Linked DNA regions of Gossypium arboreum: region 1 is linked to region 2. Evidence: chromatin contacts called from public Hi-C data. All regions are on one chromosome and are shown on one strand. The core of a region is the stretch at or near the end of the contact, and the rest is flanking DNA. Distances in the headings are between cores, read along the strand shown. Region 1 holds the start of LOC108483705 (B3 domain-containing protein Os11g0197600-like). Region 2 holds the start of LOC108480698.

The links. A called contact is a pair of places that touch in the nucleus more often than the background predicts.
Region 1: a contact with region 2 is called in a Hi-C map of leaf, with 3 times the contacts expected there. The contact joins the promoter of LOC108483705 here to the promoter of LOC108480698 in region 2. A contact is called at or near these places in 2 of 5 Hi-C or Micro-C datasets (both in leaf).

Annotation. Positions count from the first base shown.
Region 1 is chr3:87,422,576-87,425,407 of ASM2569848v2, reverse strand. LOC108483705 (B3 domain-containing protein Os11g0197600-like) reads left to right here and starts at 1,282. Exons shown (of 7, transcript XM_017787259.2): 1 at 1,282-1,469; 2 at 1,588-2,068; 3 at 2,416-2,591. The coding sequence starts at 1,404.
Region 2 is chr3:87,161,771-87,164,470 of ASM2569848v2, reverse strand. LOC108480698 reads left to right here and starts at 1,327. Exons shown (of 3, transcript XM_017783775.2): 1 at 1,327-2,052; 2 at 2,126-2,311; 3 at 2,400-2,700. The coding sequence starts at 1,561. The coding sequence ends at 2,684.

The DNA of each region.
Region 1 (2,832 bases), core at 33-2,532, 260 kb before region 2:
ATATATAATCTATTTATGTTGTTATATTATATATGATTTTTAAAATAAATTTATAAATTTATTTTAAAAGTAATTAATTAAATATGTAAGTCAATTAAAAATTGCTTTTAAAAAATAATTTAATTAATTAAATCCGTCACAAGTCTGTTACAAAATTTGTCATTATGTATAATTTCAATTTGTAACGGGAATTTCTGTTACAATGGGTTGTTGAGAGATAATATCAAAATATTGTGACCGTAATTGTGACAGAATATGATTCCTGTCACATTTTTGTTAGAAATCCGTCGTTCTGAGTGGTTGCTTTTTACATGTTTTTTTTGTTGGTAATCCGTTACTAGTCACTCACTGATATGCTATAATAGTGATGAAAGGATTTATAAAGAGTTAACTTCTCGGTTGCCTCTTATACGAGAATTGGTATCCGTAACACTATAAGTTCCATGCCATGGTACTAAAAATGAGTAATGGATCATGCATTGTCTGTATTCTTGAGTTAATCCTGTGGCGTAAGCCATTATAAACACCTCTAGCTAGTAAGATTTTTTTTTTTTTTGAATGAAAGCCATATTAATAAAATTTTATAATTAAAAAATAAATAATAATTTATTTGACATTCCAATTTTATAAAAAAATTTTGATATATTTTTTATCATTTTAATTTTAAATTTGTTTTGTTTGTCAAATCATCTTAAAATAAATAAAAATATTAGTATTTGTTAACTTTCTTGACATGATATATACGAGAGTTGTTATGTAGATGTCACATTATCAATTAATTAGTCATTTAAAATTTAAAAAATATTTTTAATATTTTTAATCTTAAAAAGTTTAATTAATTGTTAATATAACATATATGTAATAATCCACGTGGATGTCTCGTAAGTAAAATTAACAAATACTGATACTTTCATCCATTTTAGATGGTTAAAATAATTTTTTTTATAGAAATGAAAAAAAATAAAACTATGACACTCCAATTATGGTTGATAGGGGTGAAAAACTTTGTTAAGAACATCGAAATTAAATTTGAACATTAATAAATTTACTAAAATTAAATTAATAAATCTGCACATATATAAATTGGGCCTTAACAACTATAGAAATTGCATAGTGTTGGATCCAAAGCTCGCTCACGTCTGACATGGCAGGTTTCACTTAATAACAATCAGCGTCATTTCAACGCGCTGGTATGATTGTTTGAAAGAAACTCGCTTTGATCAATGAGTCAAAAAGATACGTGTGACACAACCGCATCCAACTCGGATAAGATAACAACCCAACCCAAACAATAGGTTTCTAAGAAAAAAAAAAAAAACTCTCTTCCGCTTCAGAAGGTTCAAAATATGGGTCCGAATTAACATTGTCGATGAGTGTAAAGCATATCAAAGCCAGCAACAGCGATGTCGAAGCCGAGGCGACCGCATTTTCTCAATGTCTTCTCCTCTACTTCAAGTGCTAACAGCCTGGTATTCTACACCTTTTTTTTTCCTATTCAAATTAGGGTTTAGTGTAAATATTGTTATGAATTCCATTTTAGATTAGTTAGTTTTATTTACCTTCGAGTGATGGGTGATATTTTAACAGAGAATTCCAGTGGGATTTAATAGAAACTTGGAGGGAAGAGGTTCTGGGTCAGTTTTGTTAAAAGGACCAAGTGGGTATAGTTGGAATGTTAAATTAGTTCAAAGAAATGATGACTTATTATTTGATGAAGGATGGGCTGATTTCGTAGCAGACCATAGCCTAGAATGCGGTGAAATTTTGGTTTTTAGGTATGATGGTGACTTGGTTTTCGATGTCAAAGTGTTTGATCAAAGCAGTTGCGAGAAAGAAGTTGCTTTTCATTGTAAATGCAGTCAAGCTGGTAGCGTGTTTCATGGAATTGTGAGGCAGAAGAGATATAGGGAGGAGGATGATGTTTCATTGGATCAAGATTGTGAAGAGTTGTTAAAGAGAATCAGACAGAGTTCTTTTGAGTCCGATCGTGATGAAGAACATTGTGGGCGGGAGCTGATTCTTGCTACTACAAGTTGTCAAGGATTAACTTCCTGTGATGAAAATCATGGTGAAGAAATCAACCTCTCCCATTTGAGATTTGTATATGAATTGTTGTTTTATCATTGATTTGGCAGTTTTCTATGATGTAAGAATAAAAACTTGTTTTAATAAACACTAAGTAAGAACTATGGTATCAATGTATGTGTATTCTTGTTTAGTTCTCATTATCTTATGTTAGCGTAGATACCACTTATTTGTGTTAAATTTGCTTTACATAGAAACTCAATGTGAGATATTTCATGCCTTTGTAATTATGCATGCTTGTGGATGTTCATTCTGATTCTTATTGGAACTTCACTGGTGGTTTACATTACATAAATTCCACTTGACAGAGTCTCTGGTCTCTTGAAACAGATGGAACCATTCTGAAAATAACTGGCAAAGAAGATGACTTGAAGCTTCATGGCAGTGGCTGTATACAGATGATAGGAGAATTTGAAGAGAAGAAAGTGGCTCAGTCTTTTAACTCATGTTTCCCCTTTTTTGTAAGAATTATGAAAAGATTCAATGTCAGTGGCTCATATACATTGGTAAGATGTTTCCTTCTCACTGTTTCGCCCTGGATTTTTGTGTTGGACATTGTTTCCAGCATGACATAAATTTGACCAAGCATCGTGCTATATGGCAAACATGTAGGGTATTAAATGACTCTACTCGCTAGAAACTTCTCTTAATCGCAATCGTTCTGCATTTGGAGCTTTTGAACAAGTTTCTTAACCTAGTGAGCATCGTGCTTTTAGCTCTGGCACCAGTTGGGAAAAAGTTCCTCCT
Region 2 (2,700 bases), core at 78-2,577:
TTCATCAAATTGTTAAAAAAATAATGTGTTTGAAATTTTAGTGTTTGGTTGAATCAAGTGATTTACATAAAATTTCAAACAATTTATTTTGTTCAATTTCAATTTCAATTTTCATTCATTAATTTAAAGCTTGTTTTTTTTTTTATTCTACATCAATGAGGCTTTTTAGATGTGATGGGTATGTTAGAAAAACAAAGAAAATGGCATTATTAATTGAGAAATTAAAACTTCAAAAAATAATTGAGAAATTAAATAAAAACAATATGTTTAAAAAAATAGTGAAATATTGGCTTATGCAAATACTTTATAATTTTAGTGAAATATCATTTTATTAATTTATTATTTTAATAATGTTTTATATTTTATATAATTTTTAGATAAAATTGATAGATTTATATAATTTATTATTATACCAATAAAAACCTACATCAAGACTCCTGTCGAATTTCAAACGATTGTTAACGTTCGGTGACCAAAAATTTTGATTTTGATTAGTTTAGTTACCAAAATAGAAAAAAATAAAACTTCAGTGACTAAAATAGAAAGTGACCAATACATTAGTGATAATTTATGTACTTTACCCTAAAATTTAATGTTGTTTTAAGTAAAATTTGAGATCAAGTCATCTGAGAGAAAAATAATGTTCTAAGAACTTTACTCTTGCTTAAGGATCGCATTCAACTTGACTTTAAATTTGAATGGAATCTAATATTACCACCAAATACTCAAGTATATCGTTAAAAAATAAAAATAAAAGAAAAAAGATAAGATAAAAATAATTTTCTTAACTCTCTCAATTTTGAAATTGAGCAAATTGGTTCCTCTCAATTTTGATATTAAGTAAATTGGTTCTTTTAAAAATTTTAGAGTAATTTAATCTCTATTAATTCAAAAGCGAGCAGCTCACAACAATTAATAATGACGTCAATGTTTTCTAAAAATCGTACATAATTTTAATTTATATAATAACAAATTTAGCTCTTGATGTTTTTATATTTTGCTTAAATGTTGATGGGATGTGTAAATATTAATAACTAAATTTGTTAAATAATGATCATATTAATAAAATGTGTAAATGTTACCGATTAAATTTATTAAATAAAGATTAAATTAACATAATATTTAAAATTTAAAATTTTATTTATTATTATTTCGATAAAAATATGTTCGATTGATAGAAACATTAACATTGCAATAAATTTTCATTGCTTTCAAAATTAATAAAAATTAAATTATTTTAATCAAAATTAATTTACGAAAATTACAACCTATTGAAAAAAAGAAAAACGGGGGCTATTACTAGGCGGCGAGCACAAAAAATGAAAATGTAATAAGGGACAATAATTGTTTGGTGGTGCCAACTGTAACAAGGCTGTCGGGTAACGAGTTCCTCGCTGCTTTCCCCCTCTAATAAAAAACATACCTCTTTTTCGTCATCCTACACTTCAGTTCACAATCAAAACTCCTTAATAAAGTCACCATCAAACAGCCCACGCAATTCCGTAGAATAAAACATACCCCCAGAACTTGTACTAACATCTACTCCACGACAAGTTGGAAATGCACGCCAAGACAGATTCAGAGGTGACAAGCCTCGCCCCATCATCCCCAACCAGGTCTCCGCGGCGTCCAGTTTACTATGTGCAGAGCCCTTCACGTGATTCTCACGATGGAGAAAAGACAACAACCTCCTTCCATTCCACGCCGGTTATCAGCCCCATGGGGTCACCTCCCCATTCCCATTCCTCCATGGGCCGCCACTCTCGTGAGTCTTCATCCAGTCGGTTTTCAGGGTCGCTTAAACCTGGATCCCGCAAGATCTCGCCTAACGACGCTCCGTTAAGGGGAGCTCATCGGAAGGGGAATAAGCAGTGGAAAGAATGTGATGTGATCGAAGAAGAAGGCCTCCTTGAAGATGAAGAACGTGAGCAAGGACTCCCTCGAAGATGCTATGTTCTAGCTTTCTTTGTTGGCTTCTTTCTTCTCTTCTCTTTATTTTCTTTGATTCTGTGGGGAGCTAGCAGGCCTCAAAAACCCAAGATCACAATGAAGGTAATTTGCTTTTGATTCTCTTCTTCATTTCCAGCAATGGGTTATGTTTGATTGGTTCTATTTCATATTGCAGAGTATAAGATTTGAGCAATTCAAGATTCAAGCAGGTTCAGATTTCACAGGTGTGGCAACTGATATGATCACCATGAATTCCACAGTGAAGATGATTTATCGTAACACTGGAACATTTTTCGGTGTCCATGTCACATCAACACCTCTGGATCTATCATTTGCTCAAATCACCATTGCTTCAGGAACCGTAAGTCCACTTCAGAAGTCCAAAACTAATAATAGTTTCCATTTCATTAAAAAAACCTCTAAATTTTGTTTAACATTTGGTGTTTCAGATGAAGAAATTTCATCAGTCAAGAAAGAGCCAAAGGTCTTTGACTGTAATAGTGATGGGAAACAAGGTTCCTTTGTACGGGAGTGGAGCAAGTTTGAGCAGTTCAACAGGGACAACATCACTGCCAGTTTCACTTAAACTCAGCTTCGTTGTCCGATCCAGAGCTTATGTGTTGGGAAAACTGGTGAAGCAGAAGTTTTACAAGAAAATCGAATGTGACGTAACTTTCGATCCTAAGAAACTCAATGTTCCCATTTCGCTGAAGAAAGCTTGCACATATGATTGACAGCTCGAATCACATA